Linked DNA regions of Mus musculus: region 1 is linked to region 2. Evidence: chromatin contacts called from public promoter capture Hi-C data. All regions are on one chromosome and are shown on one strand. Each heading gives the region's core, a stretch centred on a gene start, on an enhancer-like site or on the middle of the called end of the contact. The rest is flanking DNA. Distances are from core to core; before and after follow the strand shown. Region 1 holds the start of Igf2 (insulin-like growth factor 2). Region 2 holds the start of Tnnt3 (troponin T3, skeletal, fast).

Evidence for each region. Capture Hi-C pulls out chosen DNA fragments and counts their contacts.
Region 1: a promoter capture Hi-C map of pancreatic islet shows a contact between it and region 2. The contact joins the promoter of Igf2 here to the promoter of Tnnt3 in region 2. A contact is called at or near these places in 20 of 39 promoter capture datasets (the 3T3-L1 cell line, 3T3-L1-derived adipocytes, the C10 cell line and 11 more), 16 of 484 Hi-C or Micro-C datasets (the CH12 cell line, the G1E-ER4 cell line, cardiomyocytes and 8 more), 17 of 115 datasets of contacts at active chromatin or transcription factors (the NIH/3T3 cell line, cardiomyocytes, craniofacial prominence and 9 more) and 4 of 9 other capture datasets (adipose tissue, embryonic stem cells, liver and 1 more).

What each region holds. Positions count from the first base shown.
Region 1 is chr7:142,652,438-142,658,842 of GRCm38.p6, reverse strand. Igf2 (insulin-like growth factor 2) reads left to right here and starts at 1,347. Exons shown (of 4, transcript NM_001122737.2): 1 at 1,347-1,455; 2 at 3,027-3,189; 3 at 4,395-4,543; 4 at 4,791-6,405. The coding sequence starts at 3,033. The coding sequence ends at 5,027. Mir483 (microRNA 483) reads left to right here and starts at 3,847; the gene lies at 3,847-3,919.
Region 2 is chr7:142,496,185-142,502,028 of GRCm38.p6, reverse strand. Tnnt3 (troponin T3, skeletal, fast) reads right to left here and starts at 3,193. Exons shown (of 18, transcript NM_001163664.1): 1 at 3,130-3,193; 2 at 375-409; 3 at 187-200. The coding sequence starts at 391. The region is part of intron 1 of Prr33 (proline rich 33); the gene reads left to right.

The DNA of each region.
Region 1 (6,405 bases), core at 98-2,597, 160 kb before region 2:
CAGACTCCCTCCCCCTCACGTCCGCCCTCTGCCTTCGCCTACCCAAGTGGATTAATTATACGCTTTCTGTTTCTCTCCGTGCTGTCCTCTCCCGCTGTGAGCCTACCCGCCTCTCGCTGTCCTCTCTCCCTCTCTCCCTCTCTGTGGTCCCCCCCTTTCACGTTCACTCTGTCTCTCTCACTATCTCTGCCCCCCAACTATCCTTGATACAACAGCTGACCTCATTTCCCGATACCTTTTCCCCCCCGAAAGTACAATATCTGGCCCGCCCCAGCCCTAAGATACCCTAAAGAAGCAGAAGAGACGCCCCCCTCCCCACCAAAAAAGCCATCTCCCCGTTCTGTCCCGTCGCACATTCGGCCTCTGCGACTCGGGCAGAGCGGCGCTGGCAGAGGAGTGCCCGGCAGAAGGGCCTTCGCCCGCTGTTCGGTTTGCATACCCGCAGCAGGGAGATGGGCGGCAGCGTCGCCGGCTTCCAGGTAAGGGCTCTCAGGGGCCCTGGGAGTGGGGGGTGCGCAGAGCCCGGCTTGGGCATGGCGGGACTGGTGCGGTGGGTGGGGGGCTGGGGGCTCGTTCCCTAAGCAAACTTTTGTTCCCCCTTGCGCCATGGAGTGGGGGAAGGGGCGGGGGTATGGGGGCTGTTGGGGAGGGGGTGTGTAAGTTGAACTCACAGGAGACTTCCTGGTGCTTTACTGTGTGTTGGGGAAGGGGGGGATGGATGAGCTGCATAAAATGTACGATTCGTGCTGTGCAGGCCCTGTACACCCCCCCCCAAGGGTGCTGAGTGATGAGGAGGGGGGCAGAGTCTCCGAAGCCCACCCTGGTATGTTGACTTTGTGCCAATGAGACAGGAAGGAAAAGTGGGTGGGCGGGGCCAAGAGCCCCCCAAAATTGGTAAAAGAGTCAAGCCAGACCCCACAGTTAGCTTTTCCCCCCACCCACACACCCCAACTCTGTCCCCAACATTCCCAACCTGGAATGTTGGGGGGAGAGGGGACGGTTTCGGGCTCAGAAGGGCAGAAATGTTACAGTTCAAAGAGAAATAACTGCCCCTGCCTTTTACTGGGTGTAACTTTCCATAGGAGGATGTGGGAAGGAGCCCCCTCCCTCCCCCCATTGGTCTGTGCAGAAAGGGCTGGGGGCGCACGATGAGGCCCCCCTCCCACTGGTGGTGCTTTGCTAAGGAATGGTCCAAGGCTAGCTCTTGGGGGTGCAGGAGAAAAGGGACTGGCTGGAAGGAGGGAGGGGGCGGGTGCAAAGGGGGCGGGGGGAGTGGTCAGCAGGGAGGGGGTGGGGGGTAGGGTGGAGCCGGGACTGGGAGGAGCCACTCAGACATAAAAAGCGGAGGCACTGACCAGTTCGCAAACTGGACATTAGCTTCTCCTGTGAGAACCTTCCAGCCTTTTCCTGTCTTCATCCTCTTCCAGCCCCAGCGGCCTCCTTACCCAACTTCAGGTAACCAGGGCTGTGGAGCCAGGACCCTGCTGCCATCCCCACTCCGGCTTGCCCAGTGGGGTGGTCAGGGCACCGGGTAGCCTGAGGCCTCTGCCCTTGCAGCCGGGCCTGCTACCTCTCCCAAGCCTTCGTTCTCCCTCAGCCTCTGTCCTATGCCCCCCACTAGATCCAGGCTTCCTTACCTGCCCAGTCCTCTACTTTTCCTTCCTCTCTGCCTCCCCACTCCAACAAATTCGGGCCTTCCCTGGGCCCTCACCTGTCCCTTGCCTCCTGGTCAATCTCCTGCTTGCTTCTCCTGGACACCTGGGCTGAACCAGCCAGTGTGGTCTTGGCTTTGGGAAGGGACTTCGAGGTCAGCTCCGTCTGCCTGCCCCCCGCCCCCAGAACTAACTGCTGTAGCTATAGCCTGCTGATCGCAAGTGGTTGGTGGCACAGAGGGTATTGGGAGGATCGGTCTGGGTCTTGATGAAGTGGGCAAAGATGACTTTTAGTTACCCAAGGGAGCTCGAACAAATTTGTTTCTTGATTATTCCGCACTGGTCTCTCACATGTTTCTTTGCAGCAAGAAATCCCCTGGGCCTATGGAGCAGAGATTGAGGCTGCGGCCTGGAGGGCTCTACTTAACTGAAGGGTCAAGGGTGGCTTACTGTGGGTCATCGTGGCCTCCCACCACTAAAAAAGCTAGCTAACCATTGTCCCCGCCTGTAGCCACATAGCCTGTGGAGGGGGTGTGTCCCTCCAAAATGGGGTGTTTAGCCTCCCAAGGACCCAAACTGCTGCCCTGGGTAAATTTAGCTCTTATCAGAAAGATGATTCTATGGGCCATAAAGGGACCCTCTAGGGTCCCTGACCATGGATGGCAAGCTCTGAGGTGCCCAGGAAAGTCTATACTTGGAGGACTGGGTGACCCTGGAGAGCAAGGCTCACAGGAGTGCTGGCTATCCCATTGCGCTAACCATTGGATTCTGACATGGGCCCTGCTCACCATGGCCTGGGAGGTGGGGTGGATGGGTGGGGCTGGCTCTGCTGCTTAGGGAGGGGTGGCCAGCTGGGGGGCGGGTAGGTTGGGAATGGTCCCTTTGGATGCACATGCTCCATGGTGGGTGGGGTGGAGCTATCTGCCATCTTGGCCAATGCTTGGAGGCCAGAGTAGGAGTGGCAGTAGTGATGTGCCCTTGGGCTGGCCCCACCCCCATGATGTCATAGCATGGAAACCAGGTCCAGTGTCCAGCACTGGCCCCTGCTGCTGTGGGTGTGGTTAAGCTGCAATTGCGCCCATGGATGGGTGGTCCTCAAGGGTTTCTTACAGTTCAAAGCCACCACGGGGTGCCTTCCTGGGGTCCATTGAATTTCTCCACACTCAAAGTAGTTTTTGACCTCAGCAATTCAAGTCCCCCTGTTTTCACAGGTTAAATAAATAGTGACATGGCTGTCTTTCAGATTCCAATTGCATTTTTAATTAAGAGATGATAGGTGTCTTTGGTGGGGCCTGGGTGGGGGTGAGCCATTCTCCTGGGATTAGGGGTGTGGCTTGGGGGCCTCTAGCTCAAAGCCTGCGTTTCTTTCTCCAGGTACCAATGGGGATCCCAGTGGGGAAGTCGATGTTGGTGCTTCTCATCTCTTTGGCCTTCGCCTTGTGCTGCATCGCTGCTTACGGCCCCGGAGAGACTCTGTGCGGAGGGGAGCTTGTTGACACGCTTCAGTTTGTCTGTTCGGACCGCGGCTTCTACTTCAGTATGTAACTCCAGAGAGGTGGGGGCGGGGGAAGCAAGCCTCCCTGGATGGGGTGACAATTAGTACACTGGTCTGGCCTTGCTCTTAAGCTACCCCTTCCCCCCCCCCCCCGGGCAAGGTCGTAATCTCAAAGTCACAAGTCTGATAGTTTTAAAAGTTTTTAAAGTTGATAAAAGCAAAACCAAATGTGGATGTCAAGTCTCAGCCAGGTTGAGAGTGCACGTGTAGTTTGGGGGTACAAGGGGAGAGCTGGACCTTGGCCATCCAACTTGAGGGGTTCCCAGGACTACAACATGGGGTGCTTGCCTGCTTTCAATGTTCATGCTTCTCTTGATTTCCCAGTTGGGGAAGGGGCTGGGCATGGGCTCACTGCTCACAGAAGGCAGTGATGGGGACACATGGGTGGGGCATGCCTGGGAGGGGCAGGGGCACCAGAATGGATGACTATCCTTGCTGGCATGGGCCACTCTATCTTCCTCGCCTGGTCCTGGACACGCAGCCTCTTCTTCTTCACTTCTGCCTACCTGCCTGTGAACTGCTCTGGAAACAACTACTGCTCATGGGTACTGCAGGACCAGTCCTTGGTCGAGAGCCACTCCTGCACGGAGGGGCTTCACAGATAGGAGGGCCCCAAGCCCAACCTCGGACCGTGGGGGAGAGGGGGAAGACGGGAGAAGAGAAGGGAGTGGTTTTTGGGTGCCTCACTCCTCCCCTCCCGTCTTGTTCTCTCCTGCCCTATCTTCCCTTCCTGTCACAGTTCAGCGATGGGGGTTGGGGGTGGGCCCCTCAGGACGGGCCCCAAGTACAGGGACCACACCTGTGTCCACCATGGCCCCCTCGAGGGGCTCACCCCCTCCTCCTCCCTGTTTTCCAAACCACTCCAGTGTGGCCTCTGGTCTCCATGGAGTCTGTGGGACAGTGAAGCTGTGCTGTGTTAGTTACCAGACAGGAGGCACCAGATGCCAGGGGCTGGTCCTGCAGCATGCACCTTTATTTTTCCTTTCTGGGCATCTTGGCCTGTCTGGCTCACACTTCTACCACATCCCTGCAGGGTGACCTAGTATCCGGCCAGGGTCTAGTGGAAGGGCAGGGGTAGTTCCTTCTTCAGCCTTCCCCTCCTGGGGGGCGGGGCTGGGGTGGCCACCCCAATGGGTGCTGACCCCAGTAGACACTAACTGAAGTTGTCTGTCCTGTGGAACTTCCAGGCAGGCCTTCAAGCCGTGCCAACCGTCGCAGCCGTGGCATCGTGGAAGAGTGCTGCTTCCGCAGCTGCGACCTGGCCCTCCTGGAGACATACTGTGCCACCCCCGCCAAGTCCGAGAGGGACGTGTCTACCTCTCAGGCCGTACTTCCGGTAGGTAGCGAGGTGGGGTTGAAGGAATTATGGGGTGAGACAAAGAGACCACTCACTTCTTGATTTGGGGTACCACGAAGCCCCCCTCACACATTTTACTGTCAGCCTCTGCTCATTAACATAGATATTTCAGGGAAGTTGCCCTGAGGTGGGGTGACTCTAGTGGGGCTGGGGATATGCGACACCTAGATGGGAGCTCAGGCTAACATGATACCCTGAAACCTGCTGACTAGCACCTCCTCTCCAGGACGACTTCCCCAGATACCCCGTGGGCAAGTTCTTCCAATATGACACCTGGAGACAGTCCGCGGGACGCCTGCGCAGAGGCCTGCCTGCCCTCCTGCGTGCCCGCCGGGGTCGCATGCTTGCCAAAGAGCTCAAAGAGTTCAGAGAGGCCAAACGTCATCGTCCCCTGATCGTGTTACCACCCAAAGACCCCGCCCACGGGGGAGCCTCTTCGGAGATGTCCAGCAACCATCAGTGAATCAAATTATGTGGTAATTCTGCAATGTAGTACCATCAATCTGTGACCTCCTCTTGAGCAGGGACAGTTCCATCACGTCCCACACTAAGATCTCTCTGCTCCACTCCCTCCCCAGGTTTCTCCTTACCCACCCCCATGCCCCGCCTCCCCACATCAGGCTGTTCCCCTTGCCCCACACCATCGGGCAAGGGGATCTCAGCAGTTCTAAAAAACCAAATTTGATTGGCTCTAAACAACCCAATTGACACCCCCCAAATTATATATTCACATTAAAAAAAACTTTAAAAACTACAGTCCCTTTAAAAACAAATTGGCTTTTAAGAAATTCCATAACTGATAATCTAAAAATTAAATAACTAAAGAAATTAATTGGCTAAAAACATACTAAAAATTAATTGGCTTAAAAACAATTGGCAAAATCAAATAATTCGGCGCCCCCCCCCCTTCATCTTCTTTCCATTTGGATCTTTAGTCAAATTGGCTAAGACTTGGATCCCAGAACCCAAGAAGAAAGGAAGGGGACCCAAAATTTTGCAGGTGGCATGTCATTGCTTCAGTGCCCTCTCCTTATCCCAAGCACCTTTAGTGTAAAGCTGGCTGAGAACAACAATAGCCGCCCAAACTCTTTCTTCACTGGTCATTCCATCACAAATGTCCCCCATGTCACCAAGGGGGCTGGGTGAAAGAACCCAAGGAGAAGAACAGAACATGAAAACTGGAAATAGAACTTAATTGGCACAAGCCCCCAGTCCCAAAATCTCACTTTTCCCTACCTACCCTAAAAAGCACATGATTATACTCACACCCACAGGCATTAACACACACATACACATAACACATATGCACACACACACACACACACACACACACACACACACAGAGGTATGCACACCCACATAATTGGATGAAAACATTGAAATGGCTGAACAACTTCGATTTGAACCACATTCCCCAAAACAAGGCCCATCCCAAATTTCCTGAGCAGTTTGCATGGTTTGAGCTCTCCTCCCAATCCATCTAGTTTCTGCTGCTGCTTATTGGCTCTATGTGTGACCAGGCTGCTAGTTCTGTCTTTCTCAGTGAGGGAGGTGTTCTAGCAAGGCTCAATTCCATCTAAGCACCTGTCCACATGGTGAGCCCGGTGCTCCCCAACCACCCCCGCCATGAGGACCAATGACTAGCCAGTGTAGAATAAGTTTGGCCAGATAAGGAGATGGCACTGCCAAGTGATACATGCTGCCCAAGTAACCTGACCCCTAGTTGTGCTCCTGGGAGGAAAGATCTGGGGGACAACCCCTACCCTGAGCACACCTATGGGCCATCTTTGTCAGTCTCCTGGGGAGCCCCCGCTTTTTAGGGGCTCCCCAGGAGACTCACA
Region 2 (5,844 bases), core at 1,944-4,443:
TCAAGATAATTTGGGAGAGGGGTGTCTTTGAAACTCAATGACTGATCTAGCCGGTCAGGGACTCTTGGGCAATGGGTCCCCAAGGAATGAATGCTATCCATAGTCAAAGCTCTCCTCCCCACACCAAGAGCAACTCTACTATCTAGAGATGGAAGCATATAGAGGGAAAATAGAGAAGATACTTACCCTCAACTTGTTCACTGTCATAGTGGGTGAGTAGCAGTGGGGTGGGCCGGGGGGGGAGGGGGGGGAGAGAGAGAGAGAGAGAGAGAGAGAGAGAGAGAGGTGAGCTTGAGCTGCTGACTTGAGGCAGATGTCTGTAGGTGCCAGGAGTTCCATCCCACCAGCAAGAGAGGTGACCATACAGTACTCACGTTTCCTCGTCAGACATAGTGGCGGTGGGTTGTATCTGGAGAGGGAACATCAACAGAAGGGACAGTGAGGAATTACCTTAGGTTAGAAGCGTCACAAGAGTGGGCTCTCAGAGACTGAGGCCTAGAGGGGATGTGTGTAGACTGCAATTGAGGGCTACCTTTTGATTCCCCTGATTGGCCTTTCTCCCCATGACTTTGATGCCCCTTCTTCTTTTCCTGGCTCCGCCCTGGAACTTAGACTCCATAGCTGATTGGCTATTGAAAGGTTGTCATATGCATTCCACCCTGGACAGATGTCCCCTCTCCAGCATTTTCATGGAATGCCATCCAAACATGCACAGGTTGTGGGATGCACAGCTTTGGGATCCTCTGGATCTGGGGATATCCTTGCTTGTCTCAACTGATGGCCTCTGGCTAGGGAATCACCCTAGAATGGCTGAGCCTCACTTTAAGGGACAGATAGCCTCAGTCTGCCAGCTCTTCTTCCCTGGGTGAGCTCAAACTTTCTACTGTGCCTCACGTTTTCTTTGGGAGTCCAAGCTACATTTGGGGGTACCCCAGGTCCTCTTTTGTGTTCTCTGAAATCCTCTGATTTCAAATTAGAGAACCTATGAACGTTCAGTCTCCTTGTCTCCATTCCTGTGAAATACATGGAGACTGAACTCACAGGGGTGGGTCTGAGAAACTTCTCTGTGGGAAACCCGAGTTTCACACCCATGTGCTGAATGGATTGAGCTAACAGAGCCTAAGATCTCCTAGCACTACATCTGGGACTGGATACACAGGCTCGGGCATGGCGGCTACAGGGAGAGAGAACTTGGTTCCTGTGAACTGGTCACTGTACATGCCTACAGTGTTTGGGGGCCTGGGAACCTTCAAAGAACTGTATCAGAATGTTGACTCAGGGTTTGACAAACAAAGGTCATAAAAACACAACACAGCTGACTTAAAGACAATAGCTCTGGTGTCCCCAGGGAGCACATATAAGAAAACTGTTGTTCAGGGGCTAAAAATGCACCAGCAGCTTGGTGCTAAGATGGGGGCTGTTTCTAGACCCTGTTGATAACATTAGCTTTCCCAGAACAACTGAAACTTCCTGCAGAATTAACCCACAGATACCTGGGAGGCCCGTGGCCAAGCACCAGGCTCAGCCCTGCCTCATCCCAGAGCCTCTGTGTAGACTTCACCAACCACAAGTAAGCCATCTGGCCAGAGCTACCCATCATCTTGCTCTGCTCTGATCCCTACCAGTATTAACTGCCTTCTTTACTGTCTTCTGCACTGCCCCCTCCAACAGGGACACTCTGTGGGGTGGAAGGCCAGTGGGGTGGATCAGTTGAGCAGAGGCCCCATCTGCTTTGCTACCTCTGGTTTCTACTGGACCCACACACCTGTCAGCAGTGGAGGGAGGGGTAGTGTGTTTGCATGGGGTGTCATGCGTTTATAAGGAGCCAGTGGCAGCTGAAGTGTCCAAAAATAGGCATCAAAATTAGCAAGACTCCTCTGCCCTGAAACCCAAGATGGCAGGGGGGCAGGGTACTGAGAACAACCTAGCCATCTTGGCTCCCCTCCTGGCTCCTAAAGGCATCCATCCAGCAAGGGCAGCCTTGTACCCTTCCAAAGTGAGGTAGCAATGCCCTTGTTTGAGGTTGAGAAACTGAGGTTCCTGGTCTTCTAAAGAGGTCCAGAAGGCCCACTTGAGCATATCTGTGCATCTCCACCCCCATTTCAACATTTCTATAAATTGGGGAGAGGCAGAGGTGGGGTGTCAGGGATGGGACAGAGATGACCAATAAACAACAGAGAGTGAAAACAGTTGTTCTGTAGAGGGTTCTGGGCTTAGAAGAAGGTTCACAAAAATAGCCTGTGAGGTCAGTTTCCTTGGGGATCCATGCCAAACTCCTTTCCTTCAAAGGTGACAAAGGCCAAAAAGGGGCAGGGGGCCCTGCCACTCACTTGCTATGGGTCCCTTATCACTTCCTGCTTTGGGCCTAGTCTGCTCTGAACAACCTTGCTAGGTCCGGTTTCCTCCAAGGATTCCCAAGGACATCTAGAAAGTTCAACTCAGGAAGTTAGGAATCCCAGCCCGGCAACTTAACAAAGGCGGGAGCCTGGAGGGCTAGGGGCCACCTGGTCTCCCAGCCACAAGATCAGATATGAGCTTCCTGCTCAGGCCCAGGCTCCTTTCATTCCCTCTGTCCTGGTTCAGCTTGGCTCCTGTTTGTCTTCACCTGAACCTTAGGAATCTGCCCCAGGGGTTCACAGATATCTCTCCCCTGAGCTTCTTCCCAGGGTGATCTGAGATAAGCCCAGATCTGCAAAAGGGCAGACCCATGGGCTCCAAGGATGAGTTGAAATCACATTCTTTCTCTAAGGTCATTCTTTCAGAGTCTCAGAGGGGCTCCAGCCAGCTGCCAGGCAGGCAGCTGCAGGCGCCCTTAGAGCTCTGAATGATGTCCTCTGACTCACTCGATCCTTATCTCACCCTCTGCCCTTCTTCCTAGATCCTACCTTAGGAGGTCTCCTTTGTCCTGAGTCACACAGGAGCCCCACTCCTTCTCACTTCCTGTGCTTTTCTATTCTGGTTTAGAACCAGATCTTTTATGTCATCCCAAGGTTCAAGCACCATGCTTCTAGTTACCAAAATACAACACAGCAAGAGGCACAGGACCCATTGAACTCCCCTTAGATGCTAGGCAGCCAAGCCCAGACACAGTTGCCCACTCCTACGCGGGCTGTTCACATCCATACACACCTGTAGTTGAGTCTGAGAAAGGCTGGGGGCTCCTTGTGGACAGGACCAGCAGCAGGCACTGTCCAACAGCCTCACCCCTTCATGTTATAGTGACATCTGATCTTCTCTGGCAGCCCATTGGCCAGCAGATGGGTGGCTGGGGCATGGGAAGGGGGAGGGTGTGCCCAAGCAGGCCCCTGACCAAGTATAGGAATGCCCCAGAGGAGGCCCAAGGAGGCAAGGATGGAGGAGACATGCCTGGAGGAGGAGGCAAGGTCCCTAACTGTTCCAGAAAGGTGTCAGCTGCTATTTTTACCTACCCTCCCCCCTCAGCAATGGGCACATGCTTGATGGGCTGAGGGAGAGAGGAGGAAAGGATTGGGTCTAGACCAAGGCTGTTCTTGAGTCAGGCTGTTGGGGGAAGGGTCATCAGAGCCTGGGTTTTGGGTTCTTTGGTCCCCTGTTCCTCTGCCCGAGGTGGCTTGTAGGAGCAGGTACTTTGTTCAAGATCGGTGTCTAACTCTATATGGCACCTCCTGCAACTCTGCCCTGCTTCTCCAGCATAGAGACAGCTCAAGATACCCACCAAATGAAGAGCCCTGGGTCCCTAGCCCATGTCACACACAGCCCCTTCTTCGAGGCCAGGCCTATTTTTCAAGTGGACATCACTGGAACACGTCTCATGAAATGATCACCTAATAGGAGAAATGATCACCTAAACCTTGCCTCTGGTTGTCCATCTTCCTCAGTAACTGGGGAGGGCTGAGCAATGCTTGGGCCTGTTATTGGTCTGGGGGCTCCATACTAAGTAGTGGACCTGGAGGTCATATCTCTGTCCAGGGATGTGGGCCCTGCTGAGCAGACCTGGCCATGAGCAGACCTCGCCATGTGCCTGGCCTTTTTTTCCTCAAGACTCCAGGGGGCACCATCCAACCATGGACACTCTTCTGGGCCTTATGTGCCTGGTCAGCCTCTAGGGAAACTGAAGCACCAAGTAGCAAGAGACCAACCTGGCATTTGCCATTCACTCTCTTAACCCTCCCAGACCCCATGGCTTGTCGTGTGTGGCTGGTGGGGTCTGTGGATCTGTTCAGTTCAGGGAAAAAGCCAATGTGGAGTGTAAAGTAATGGTAGGTGAGCCCTAGGGGACACAGACAGGGCTCTGGTCCTTTTGCATCCTGAGATTAGAGACATCAGGATGACCAGTAGGAGGCCCACAGTATGCCAATCTCCACCAAATCTTAAGAGTTTCTGGAAGGTTTGGATTGACCCACCATCCACCTCCTATGTGTTAGAGATGGGGCCATAGAATGCCAGAGACACAAGATCCAGCTTGTGATCAGAAGGAGAGTGGAGCCAGTCTTCTAGCCTGCTGGCTCATAGAACAGAGCTTCTCTCCTGCTCTCCTCTGCTCCAAGCACCTGCCCCTTAGAGGCCCCTGGAGTTGTTGGGCCAGCTCAACCTTCCTGGACAGAACCTATGTGTCCCTCTATACCTCCATCTATACCATTAGATAGATAGGGTTCAGTGAGCTCTAAATATTGTGGATGCCCAGCTCAATCTGGCCTTGAGGGTCATGTAGAGTTTATGAAGTCCCACACTAGTGCCAAAGGGACTCTAATTCTCTTCTGTGGTGAGGTCAGCCTCCCTTCTCATCTGGCTCTACTGAGACCAACCAAGCACACCACTCAGCTGAAGAACACGGAGAGCAGACATGGGGGATTTTATCCAGTCTATTGTTGTTGAACCCCTGAATCCAGAAGCTCTTGCCTGAGAGCAATGAGGGTCCTTAGAGGTCTATAGATGGCTATGCTACCATCTCTGTAGTGGCTCCTCATGGCCAGCAGGGGAGGGTGGCTACCCACTTCAGAAGCCTTTGGCATACGCTTTCAGTGAGGTCAGAGAGACCAGGCAGGTCTTATTTTGAGTAACAGTCACCTCCTCCTCAGGGGATCAGGCCCAAGGTACAGCGGGACAGCATAGAGTGGGCACTGCTGGACCAGGTGCTGCCGTCCACCAAAGACTCGAGCAGGTAACACGTGCAAGGTAATACACAAAAGGTCCTACTTGGCCTGGCTGGGGCTTGGTGGGGAAAAGACAGGAGAAAAGGCTCCCTGGGAATCTGAGAGAGAACTGGAGCCCCTGGTGGTGGTGGTGGTGGGGCAACGAATTCCGTTGGATGGGACTTGGAGACTGTCCCTGTTCTATCCAAGAGACTGAGAGGCAGTGGCTTCCCTGAATAGTTGTGAGAGATCCCTCAAAGTCGGTGAACATCCATCTGACTTTGACTGGGCTTGGAGGACAGAGGAGGCTGAGAAGAGCCTGCCCTTCAAGTGTCTTTACTTCTATGGCCTATACAGGTGACTCCCAGAATAGTGGGGTTTTCAGAGGCTACTCAATCTGGGTGCTGAGCAGACAGGGAATGGAAGAGCCCCTGGACCCTGAGCCTCACCCAGCGCCCCTACTTGACCCACTGTGGCTGGCTCTGCCAAGCCCAGGATAGGATTGGCTGACATGGCACTTGGGACTCAGCCACTGTGATCTGGGCAGCAGCTGTCCCCATGCATGACAGTGCCTCCTGGTTCGAAAAACACTCTGATTGGCTGTAAAGGTATTAGAGCAATTCCCGAATCCTGAAGTGAAGTGGGTCTTTAAGTAGGGCTTGGAGGAAGCAGCAGCAGCTATTGGGCCTTTCAGGAGGCTGGCAGGAAGATGGAAGGGCAGTATCCTGGTGTC